Linked DNA regions of Zea mays: region 1 is linked to region 2. A link is a contact called in public Hi-C data. All regions are on one chromosome and are shown on one strand. The core of a region is the stretch at or near the end of the contact, and the rest is flanking DNA. Distances in the headings are between cores, read along the strand shown.

The links. A called contact is a pair of places that touch in the nucleus more often than the background predicts.
Region 1: a Hi-C map of leaf shows a contact between it and region 2, with 5 times the contacts expected there. The contact joins two enhancer-like sites. A contact is called at or near these places in 11 of 25 Hi-C or Micro-C datasets (ear, leaf, root tip and 3 more) and 2 of 3 datasets of contacts at active chromatin or transcription factors (leaf and seedling).

The regions. Positions count from the first base shown.
Region 1 is chr1:266,497,921-266,504,386 of Zm-B73-REFERENCE-NAM-5.0, reverse strand. LOC100192896 reads right to left here. Exons shown (of 13, transcript NM_001366970.1): 12 at 2,709-2,783; 13 at 2,177-2,583. The coding sequence ends at 2,578. Among protein-coding and RNA genes, the nearest start is that of LOC100192896, 23 kb to the right of the region's middle. Within about 2 kb of position 5,021, at least 2 of the 20 cell types and tissues checked have an H3K27ac peak or open chromatin away from gene starts, as enhancers often do.
Region 2 is chr1:266,364,745-266,370,899 of Zm-B73-REFERENCE-NAM-5.0, reverse strand. It overlaps LOC100275597, which reads right to left. Exons shown (of 3, transcript NM_001149647.1): 2 at 1,951-3,162; 3 at 946-1,469. The coding sequence ends at 1,284. Among protein-coding and RNA genes, the nearest start is that of LOC103643790, 4.8 kb to the left of the region's middle. Within about 2 kb of position 2,294, at least 2 of the 20 cell types and tissues checked have an H3K27ac peak or open chromatin away from gene starts, as enhancers often do.

The DNA of each region.
Region 1 (6,466 bases), core at 3,772-6,271, 130 kb before region 2:
GGACCGACCACGTCACAAGAGGGGCCATCATTACCCTACCCCTAGCTAGCTCAGGCTACGAGGAACAAGACCGGCGTCCCATTTGGCTCGCCCCGGTAAACAAATAATGATGGCGCCCCACGTGCTCCATGACGACGGCGGCTCTCAGCCCCTTACGGAAGCAAGGAGACGTCAGCAAGGAGTCGACAGCCCCGATAGTTGTCCTTTCGCAAGGCTCCAGCGCTCCTCCGACGGCCACGACATCACATGAACAGGGTGCCAAGACCTCTCCGGCTGCCACGACGGCATGTACTTAGGGCGCTAGCTCCTCTCTGCTAGACACGTTAGCACACTGCTACACCCCCATTGTACACCTGGACCCTCTCCTTACGCCTATAAAAGGAAGGTCCAGGGCTCTCTTACGAGAAGGTTGGTCGTGCGGGAGGACGGGACGACGCGCAAAGTCCCTCGCTCTCTCCCACGCGGGCGCTTGTAACCCCCTACTGCAAGCGCACCCGACCTGGGCGCAGGACAACACGAAGGCCGCGGGTTTCCCCTTTTGCCTGTCTCCCTCCTTTTTCCCCCCTTCGTGCTCCGTCTCGCGCCGACCCATCCGGGCTGGGACACGCGGCGACAATTTACTCGTCGGTCCAGGGACCCCCCGGGGTCGAAACGCCGACAGATGGTAACTCTCTAAAAATCATTTTTACGACCCATAACATAATTACCATCGTTTTTTAAAGATGCTATGTTTTTACCACTTTTGGCTACGTGGCTGTCCACAAACGTTCGACATGTCCTCGCTACGTGGAATGGCCCAGGAAATGTCTCCTTTGTCCTCCCTTACTTGCTAACCCGATCCCCTAGCGTGTTCTCACTCTAGTTCATGTTCCCCACTTCACCTCCTCTCCCTCTCTCTCTCTCGGAACTCTAACCCTAGCTACGCAGACGATCGGATGCAACAGTGTAAGTCTTAGTTGTGATTGCAGAAAGAAAAGAGAGAATCATCAGTCGTAAAGCAATAGGCAAACGTTGCTATGTGATGACAGTCCTACTCCTGCTAGAGGACCATGATTGACATTTTGCATAGGTCTTAGTCTTAGTTTTTTAGTTATTATGTTTTGCATGTAGGTTTTACATGAAATAATATTATTAGCAACGTTACATAGGTCTTAGACTCAGTTTTTTTAGTTGCTATGTTTTGGATGTAGGTTTTACAAGAAAAGTCTATTAACTGTGTGACTATAGGCTTGTTGGCCAATTGATGGTTGATTAGACTTATCGGTCATCAGGCGTCTGATAGGTCTCTTATCGACGATCATCGGTTGCCATGTTATTGTCACCTGGCAATCCATAACGGTGGTGGTGCATGGCCCAGGGCTAGACCTGATCATAGGGCCACCGGACCCGACAAAAAAAACCTGGTCCACCCCGACCTGACTAATTGAACGGACAAGTACGGACCATAATTTTTTACCCATAATAATTCACGGGCTAGGTACGAGCCATAATTTTTGACCCAAAACCTAACCCAACTCGGAAAAAAACCGACCCAAAGCTAAAAAACCCGACCTAACCCATAAAACCCGACACGTCAAACAGGGGGTCATAGACCAACCCGACCTGACACTAGACATAAGTACGGGCCATGCTAAATGGTCCACAACCCGACCTTTGAACATGCCTACATGAGGCATAATCCATGTCTTTACATGCCTTTATTATTTTTAGACTAAAATATATAGAACTCTAATGGATTAAATAAGCTGATTCAAGGCGTGATCAGATCCTAAACCTGTGCTTAACCGCTAAGTTGCCCATAAAGCAATTGTCGCATCGTTAGATGCTATATTTAGATAACCGACATTGTATATATAACTTCTTTATTCGTAACTAATCATTAAAAATATTATTTAAAAAATCGACGCAAACATCCACAAGATTGAACGCATAGAATATCCATGGCTTAAATCTTCAATAATTCAGGACGCTAAGATTGGCAGCGTAAAAAGTCAATAGTATCTACCTCGCAATATTGCTCAAAAACGTTCCATGGTGTCATAGTGCTTAACTGCTTCAAGTCACCAGCCAGTGCAGTTACCTGTAGGTAATGACCTAGTGGGATAGACGGCCCTGTTGATTTGAGGTTAAAGATTATGCATTATTTTTGCAGATTTTTCCCATGTGAAAATTCATAGGCCGCTAAAAAGGTCTCAACGCAGGACGGATCCACAATCTCAAAAGGGAACCAGTCCCAACGTCAAAGTCTTATTGTTACAGCCCAATAATCTAGTTTCCCCTGGCTTGTAGATTGTAATAATCTGCAAGCTAAAACAAACACACTGGCTATTTTCAGACTAAATTCAGCATTTTCTGATTGTTCGTATTTAACAGAACATCCAACGTTACTTTCTACCTTACATAAAGCCTTGAGAATTGCAATTAGGCTGCACGTTGTTTCTGCACCCCCGGTATAAACAAGATTGCAGCCATCCTTTTTCAGACTCCCCAAACCACAGCCTACTTTTTGAACCTTTGTAAGAACAAAAAATGGCTCGATACCGTGCTTCCTTTCAATTTGTACTTTATGGTCAAACTTCAACCCTAGATTTGAAGTCATAGGAATGAAAAAAAATACAAATTAAAGTCAAGAGGAACAAAATTATATTAGTAGTTGGAACATCAACTGTTTACCAACAATTAATTAGCTCAAATTTAACTATACAAACCTGCTGACTCATCAGAATCTCAATGGCAACATTTGGATCCCCATCAGCTGCAGCAAGAGCAACTTCAGCCTGAGTCTGAAGCAATATGATCAATTCATCAGTGAGGTAGTTGACAGCCATAGCATATTCGCACAACATAAGCATAACCAGGTACATTGTACATGGATGAAAAACCGAATGGACTGTGGGCTCTTAAAAAAAACATGTGACTATTAAGGTGTGATCTTTTCCTTCTAACATTAGTATAACCTGGCATGTGTATCCCCTAATGCACTTCCCTGAAACCTCTGAAAAATTCAGCACCAGGTAAACACAAATACCCAACAGTGCAAATAGGCTATTTTTTGTATTTGTGAAGCATTTTGTTGCGGATCTTACAACAATGTTATACCTAGTGTTCAAACAGATGATGAGAACATGGATGACTGTAACACCCCGACCTCAACTCTCCAGGTCGTTTGATATATAGTTTAGTTGTATGCCAGGTTGTGTGATTACTATTAGGCCTAGTTTGGATACTCTAGGATTAGAGTGTTTTGGAGGGATTGAAGAGGTTGTAAATCCCCAATAGATCAAATACTCTCTCAATACATCTCAATCCACTTCAATCCCACTCGTTACTAGAGTATCCAAACTAGGCCTTAGTGGGGATGATTTTGTGGCAAATTTAATGGAGATCCTACTGTCGATCTCCAATGTCATCCTTGGCATGGATTGGTTACATCGACATCAAGCTAATATATCATGCTTTTAAAAAACAGTTGCTTTGGAGACTTCCTCGGGGGTCGGGGCACACATTAATTTTTCAAGGCAGTACTTCAGATTCTCCATTATGGCTGAGTTGTTTCCCAGTAGTCGTGCGATAAAAACTGGATTTCTGTATACCTTAGATGAACAGTCTGCCAAGTTATTGGATGAGGGAATTCCTATGGATCGGGGCTATCCTAATGTCTTTCCATGAGTTTCCTGGAATGCCACCCAAGTGTGAGGTGAAGTTTAGTGTTGATATAATACCTGGCACCAGACCTATCTCTTTTGCACCACATCAGTTGTCTCGCTCTTTTAAGAAGAGTTGAGGAAACAATTGAATGATCATTTGTCCACGAAGTTTATATACGCAATGTGTCTGGGTTGAACGCAGCGGCTATCAAGAATAAATATCCATTGTCTCACATTGATGAGTTATTTGACTGTCTCAAGGGTGCTAAAGTGATTTCAAAGATCGACCTCCAAGGTTGTTATAACCAAATCCCAGTGAGGGAAGACCGGAAGAGGATATTGAAATGACTGTATTTGCAATGATGTATGAGCATTGTGACTTTAGAGTTATGTTGTTCAGGTTGATTAATGCACCTCCCTATTTCATGAAAACCATGAAAAAAATGTTTTATAATTTGGGCCAATTTGTGGTGGTATTCATTGATGACATGTTGATTTTCTCAAACACTAAGGAAGAGCATGAGCAAAATTTTGGGATGGTACTCCAAACATTGTGTGATAGCATGTTTTATGCTAAATTGAAAAGGTGTGAGTTTTGTCTTTTACGAGTTGGTTTTTTAGGCCATGTTATCAATGAGGGCACCTCTGTGGATCTAAACAAGGCTTCCACGGTAATGGAGTGGCAAAGGTCATCTAATGTCAAAGAGGTGAGAAGCTTCCTGGGCATGGCTAGGTATTATCGGAGATTTGTGAAGATTTTTTCTATTATTGCTAATACCTTGTCTAAGCTCACCCACAATAATGTGAAAGTTCAAACGGACGAATAAAGTGTGAGCGAAGCCTTTAAAAATTGAAGGAGATATTGATGTTTGGTCCAGTCCGTACCCTTCTAGAGGTGGGTAAGCGCTTTAATGTATATTCTGATCCCTCCCAAGTAGGTCTTGGGGTAAGTGCAATCAACCTATTGAGGGTTTCGGTAATTGAATGACAAAACAAATTAAAAGTTCTAACAAGTTTACTTGAAGTATGTGTTCAGTTTGCTACACTAGGAATGCTTTGAATCAAGTCGAACGACAAATAGAAGCAAATCTCTGTGTGGAATCACACAGTTCTACAGAGGATTTGACCCAACACTCTAGATTCTAAATGACCATGCTTTAATTTTTGTGTCATTGGGTTTTAGGAATCGTCATACTATCAAGAGGGATCCACAAATGAGTATTGGTACTTGCACTAAAGCTCAAAATACTTGCTTCAAAACATCACATTTTGTCTCTGCTCAACTATAGGTGAAGTATGCAGTTCAACCTGTTCAAAGCAAACTTCAACCGAGGTCTTCTCTGATGGAGGGCGGTTCAACGGGTCCTGCCCCGAGAACCACTCCGGTGAAGGACGGTTGAACCTGCCCTGGGTGTGCTTCAACCGGTCCTACAATGGTTGAAGTGGGCGATTCAACCGCTCAGCTCAACCGCTTTTCTATCTACTGAGAAGCGGTTGGACCGGTCCTTTATGTAGTTCAACCGCATATCTCGCAGACCCTCTCAAACGGCTAGATCTAGACACCACACATATATATACTCACTCATTCCTCTCTCCAACCACAGATAGCACGAATTTATTTCAAACCTAACCTAAGACAAACACACCCAAGATCATTTACTCCTCCCTGATCTCTCTCCCACCTTGAGACCCATTCACTTCAAATCTTGAGCGAATCTCGGTGTGAGGTTAAGATCTATGGGTCGTGGAGCTTCTCTGTCTGATTCTCCTAAATCTATCTTGCTTTGAGCTTTGGGGTAACATCAATATTTTGTGGATTCATTACTCTTGGAGCTTCGAGCTCCTAGACGGCTAGGCGTCACTTGAGAGTCTCCAATCTTGTGGAAGACCTCAAGAAGTTTGTATTACCCACTCTTTGAGCAACTCAAGTGACTTCACCTAGAACATTGTGGTCGGTGAAGTGAGGATTAGGATTGAAAAAGATACGGCTCTTTGTGGGCTCCTCTTTGAGAAAGTAGGGCACCTAAGTGGTGTGACCGAGCCTTGGAGTAAATCTCGTGTGTCATCGTGTGCTTGACTTTTGTATCTATTGTTTGTTCTTCATATTCTCACCATCTCGTGCAAAGATCTGCCCAAATATTTGTGGTGTATAGGATTTGAGAAGTTTCCCTCTCAGATCTACTTCATACAACCCTAAGAAACACCAAGGACACCACATACGTGAAGTTTATTTAGTGATTCTAGAGATCAATTTAGTTTTATACCTCGTTTAAAAGTTGAACGGTTGAACCGGTTCAGGACGGTTCAACCATCCTAATAGCGGTTGAACAAGTCTGCACCGGTTCATCCCAGTTTGTTGAAACGGCCTGCTACTTTCACTTGGGTGTTCTTATGTAGGATGGAAAGGTGATTTCCTATGTGTCAACACAGTTTAGGAAGCATGAGGAGAATTATCCGATGCATGATCTAGAGCTTGTTGCAGTTGTCTTTGCATTAAAGATATGGAGGCATTATCTATATGGCAAGTCTTGTGATATTTACACAAATTATAAAAGTCTAAAGTACATTTTCACCCAAAAGGACTTAAAATTTGAGGCAGAGACAATGACTTGAGTTGATAAAGGATTATGATCTTACTATTCACTATACTCCTGGCAAAGTACACGTAGTGGCCAATGTATTGAGTCGCAAGTCCATCCCACTCATGTTGAATTATCTGATTGAGAGGTTTGAGCAGATAGATATTTCTTATTGTTATCTTAGAGTAACTGAGACAGAGATGAGAGTAATTCTGAAATCTACTATACCTAAGAGGGTTT
Region 2 (6,155 bases), core at 1,045-3,544:
GATTTTATGATAGCTAAATCAAAAAAGAATAACCAAGTAAAATTGATGATGCACCAAAATTAATGTGTGATGAGCAAGTAGCACCATTAAAAATAAAGAGATTCAACTATTCGGCTTAAGCGTATGTCCTAGTTGGGTGAGGCAAGGTATTCTGATTGAGGTCACCGTCCATAGTGAGATGTTTGTGGTAACTTTGCTAATATCAAAGTTTGTTTGACTGATTTGGTGACCAGAGATTTGAAGAGGATAATAGAAGGGATTTCCTCTTTTTATGGATTCCCTCTAATTTTTTAATCACAAAATCAGCTCTTAAGGATATATATACACACATATATGATTTGTGTTTATTTTGTATTTGAAAAAACAGATAGCAAGAGGGGGTTTCTGAACATTGACCATACACATGTGTACGAAGGGGAGGTGTATCTGTACCAATAACAATAAAACAAATATGACTCTTAAAATCCCGATAGCACATTCCGCTGTAGTCTATATGGTCAGGATATATTCGGCTCACCCAGGCTCGAGTACCGGCAACGGAATATTTTTGCCAGCTTAGGGATTGTTCGGTTATTCCTATACTGTGTGGATTGGATGAGATTGGAAAAAATTATGAAAGATTTTGACTTATTTGGGATTGAAACTCATCCAATTCCACCCAATCCACATGGATTAAGAACAAAACGAACAAGCCCTTACATGTTTCTTTTTGTTACCACAAGCATTCTAGTGGCAAAAAAAACTCCTCCAACTTGATTAGGAATAGGGAAAATGAATTGGGCACGAGCATCCTACTGCCAAAAAAAACTCCAACATGATTAGGAATAGGAAAAGATAAATTGGTAGTGCAAGCAAAGCCACGAGCATTCCACATTTCTACTGGCAAAAAAAAATCCTCGAACCTGATGCATGTCAATTGCCACGTAGAGCCACCTCGTAAGCAGATGAAAAGGCACAGGAATCGCAACAGCGTTCAGTGTCAGTGCGAGGGCAAGAACACGCCTCCGGGAAATTCTGAAAACAATGTATTTAATTCTACATTTTTGTTTACTTTGCTAAACTCTGTACCTATACGACATCTAACCACTTCTTTTGCTCAGTTATCCACTTGCCCAATATCTACAGAACTGAGCACACCCTATCATCTGCACCAGCAAGCAGCCCAGGAGCAGTCAACACCCATCATCATGCATCTGGAAGACTGCAACGACGTGTCTACGTCTGCTGCCGAGGTGTCTACCCCCTTGGGTCAGGGGGGAAAAAGACTGAAAGAATGGAAGGATCTATGAATTGTCAATGTCATCAGAAAAATGGATAACTCTGGGACGATCTTGATCTGCAGCCATTGCTTGGAGCTCGCGCAGATGTTCTGGTATCAGCGTGCCCAGCTGAGGGTTCTGCGGGTTCTCTGCATATGCGACATGGTACGCAGCCACACATGCTTGCGGCCATGCGATCATCATCCGGCACTGCCACAGAAAGGCAAGAAAACGAAATCAGAAGCAAAGCGTATACAAACAGTAAAACAACGTCCACAATGGGTAATCTATGAAAGCAAGTGGATAGATAACATTATCTCATTTTTTGTGTGTCGAAGATAATGGTATCTCATTTTCATGTAACCCTGACTCCCTCATAGCAGAAGAATCTAGAACAATAGGGTGGAAAGGTAGGCACATTACTAGATTCCACTGACACCCTAAATCAATGTAAATTCAAAATTTCTAGGAGGTTGCTTGCTGTTGACTAATTTATAGTTTCCAAACACACTATAATATGCAAGCCTTAGGATGGTATCGACTAAATATTCTTAAAATTATGGTGTGGCATACAAATTTTGAAAACAGCAGATGTATGCTGTCTTTAGACAAAAGTACATAGCCAGTTCAATCGGGTTGCACTAGTAGTGATAAAAACAGAGAAAAATAGGAGTGAGATTGAGTGCAATACCATATAATAACCGATCAGGAATGCATAGATGGATATGGGCAAAGCTAGTTTCTTCTGATCCTTATCCATGGCTAGTGCCCATGATCCAGAAACCAATGAGGCCAATGCGCCTGATGTAACGGAAGAAAGGAAGCAAAACGAACCAGTGAGGTCTGAATCAACAAGCTCTGCAATCCCACGGAGAACAAAAAGCGACCACACATCCCGTGAAGCCACACAGAATGCCTTCCCCCGCGCCCCCACGTGCACAAAACCCCAACGGTTAGCACGTCCCAGCATCTTCTCTGATACAGCAAAGCAGCAGCCCTGTCCTGACAAAATGAACTCGTCGTTGCCCCCAGCCGCTGTTTTCATTGCTCGAGCCAATCCCCGCACCGCTGAGTTCACCGGCACAGCCACTGCACCCATGCATATGTCCCCAAAGGCTGGTCCAAATATCGTGTCACAGAATGCTTCGACAGCACCGCCCAGGACGTGAATTCCATAGGTGAGACGTCCATGTGCCAGTTTTGCCACTGCCACATAGACAATATATCTCAGTACCTGCATTGTCCAGGCCATGCTCACTAGAAGTGCTGCCACATAAGCCATCCGGTAGTCCATGAAGTGCCCTTCTGCAGCAGCAATGCAGCTGATGGCAACTGTCCAGAAGGCCATATACCCAAACGTTGCAAGAAGGACATAGACAACAAGGCATGAAGTAGCAGGCGGTAAATGTGCACCGATGACAGAAACGGAAAGCATATCAGAGGCATGCTTGAGACGTGGGCCAGTGGCCCAACAACTGTATAATCCTGCTGCAATTGCGAATACAACTACAAGCGCTCCAATGCCAAGTGCAGCAGTATTGCCAACAAGAAGTATGACTACATCACAAGCAAGTGCAGAAACAGGGGCAGCCCAGAGAGAGGTCTTGATGGCTTTTGGCGGGTTTGTGACAGCAAGGATAACCCAGAAGCATGCAGCAATTGTGGATACTATGACAGAGGATACCAGAGGGATGAAGTTGGAGAAGGGCTTGTAGGCAGGGTTCTGGTGGTAAGAGGCCTGGACGCCTAGGAATGCTGTGAGGGCAATGAAAGCAAGCAGATGAAAGATGAACAGCAACTTCGTTACACTGCCTGTGAAACCACTGCAGCAACCACGACTATCCTGGACCTCAATGTTGCCAAATGCTGGGGAATAAATTTGCTCTTCACTTTCAACAGCCGCCTGAGTAAGATTTGGAATGTTAGTCATGTGAATCCACTTCGATCAGAAACACCAAAATTCAGTTACAGGAAATGTGCTCTTTCATTTCTTACAAGCTTAAGTCAATAGGCAAAGCAATAGAATCCTGAGTCCTTCAAAAAGCTAAGGAAACTCAGTAACTCATGCCTAAAGCAATGCCTTCTCCATACCCATAAGGTATATAAAAAATTCGAACTATGTCATAGATGTGTTATTAAACAGAAAATTAACAAATTTCACCTGGAAGACAAGCATTGTCATCAGTTTACCTGCTTTGGAAAAGGCAATGAACCTAACCAAAGGCCTAATATTGGAGTAATGTCTAGGGGGAAACTTCCATTCTATCGATTTAATGTCCACAAGATTTTTTTCCTCAAAACAAATCATACGATATTCTTTTGAAAACATAAACAACAATTATTACTTCCTTCCAAAGTGAACACAACTGAAATTGCTATGATGCTATTTTTAACTTGTCGTACATTGAAGCTGCCACAGGTCCAAGCTAAGTCTCTGTTTGTTTCTTTCCAGGATTATATGGATTATATAAGCACCTATTGACCTGCTTATGGATTATTATAATCTAGGTATTTGGATTATATAATCCACAGATTACATAATAATCTGTGTTGTTTACCTTTCAACTTATTTAAACTGGATTATATAATCTAGAAGGTAAACAAATAGGGCCTAAGTACAATTAGATGGTATTGTTTGTTGGGTCAAATTACATTTAGCCGTTTAGGCTGCAATTTTAGAACAGATTAGCAAGTACAACTAGTCATTGCATATTATGAGGATAAACAATTCTATCACAGTAACAACACATACACACGCAATGGCCATGATGCTCGATAATAACATGCACATTGTTGAACGCTAAAAAGAGCAGTGCGGACGGTCCGGCCCCGAGGCCGGACGGTCCGCGGTCCGGACAGTCCGTGGTGGTGGCGCGGAAGGTCCGCGCGTGCGCAGAGTCAGTTAGGGTTCCTAGTTTCTCGCGGGATTTGTTACCTAAAACCGCGGGATTAACTCGGAAATCAGTTTGAAGCGGATCCAGACCTCCCCCTTTATATAGATGAAGGGCTACGGCCGATTGGACCCCCCAACAATCGATTAACTCAAGTCTATTTCTCGTTTTTACCTTATGCATTAGAAGTAGCTCTAGTTTAGCTCTAGTTTAGTATTCCAATCCCCAAATTCTCCGCTTCTCTTCGGCTCTACGTCGATTAGAAGAGTCTAGGTCGGCCTGCCGAGCCTAGACATCACCTAGGATCTCTCCTCCCCGATGGGGTCCCTCCCGGGAGCGAGATCCAGGCGCCGCCCCCTGCGCACGCGCGGACCGTCCGGCCGTCAGGCAGGGAACCCAGGCCCCTGTTCCAGGTCGCGGACCGTCCGGCCCCTGGCCGCGGACCGTCCGCGCCTGTGCAGAGAGCACCGCCACGATTCGTATTGAGTGATTGGCGCCCCAAAAAGGCACCAACATACTTTTGGCGACTCCGCTGGGGAAGGTGTTTAGATCTACTAAAAATCAGGCCCTCAAATGGTCGGTTCTAAAGATCACACCGATATCTCCCCGGACAATATCCTAAAGCCGGCTGTTGAAAGTCTGACGACCGATGAGCAACAACAATACAAGGACTACATGTGTCAAGCGAAGGAGAAATTCTTATCACAATACACGGTGGATCGCCACCAGAAAGTTGTCAAACATGGAGAGACCGACGTCGCATCTCTTCTATCTTCGCTTCAAGTCCCCAACGTAAGTAAACCCGACGACATCCAATTTATTAAACAGTATGTAGATCATCAGCAGAATCAAATGAAACAACAGATTGGAGGGTTAGAAGAGTCAATTAGAAAATTAACGCATACGTTGGAGAAGTCTGTTGCTCCTAGTTTTCCATCATATGAGACTAGTAACAGGATATCTATGTCTAATACATCGGCAACAAATAGGGATTTGCAGCCCCAACCATTATATGGTATGCCGATGAACTCATATCCAGGGCAAGTACCACCACCGCCATCCCTGCTTGGCAGATCGGCGCCCCTGAATACGGTCGGACTGTCCGAGCTTCTGCCCGGACCATCCGGCCCATACGCGGACCATCCGGCTTGCTCTGCCGGGCAGTCCGGGGCCGCCCTAGGACCGCCGCCGTCCCTGCTTGGCAGATCGGCGACCCTGGACGCGGTCGGACCGTCCGAGCTGCTACCCGGACCGTCCGACCCTTACGCGGACCGTTCGGCTTTCTATGTCGGACAATCCGGGCCATACCAGGACTACCGCGTGGCGCCCCAATAATTGCGAACACGACCGGCCAGTTCGGATGTACCACCGTACAAACCGGATACACATATGCAGAACCTGCTGTTGCACACCATGCACCAAATTATTACACACCACAACAACAATATATTTCGTCCTCTACATATTTAAACCATAATGCACCATACAATCACAAACCGATCAACACTATCGATCGGTCACGGCAAGAAGGTCGGTATACTAATACCCGACCAAATGAGCCCCACAGCCCAGGATCCGGTGGTCTACCACCGGGTGCAATGGAAAAAATTAGGGAAGAGATGACTGAACTATTTCGAGATAAGTTCGGAGTTAATGTAGCCAGAGTAGGGCAATCATACCAAAAGCCATATAATCACCGGTTTGACACTGTCCCATATCCACAAGGGTCAAGGATACCGGAATTTTCTAAGTTTTCTGGTGAGAATGGGAGAAGCACATACGAACACATAGGCCAGTTCCTAGCACACCTAGGCAAATTGGCTAATGGAGAAGCATTTCGTGTTCGGTTATTTTCTTTATCCCTTACTGGTACCGCTTTTGCATGGTACGCCGCCCTGCCTCCTAATTCCATTAATTCCTGGAATGAGTTAGAAAATAAATTTCATGAACATTTCTTTGCCGGAGAATATGAATTAGGATTAGCTGACTTAGCTTCAGTCCGACA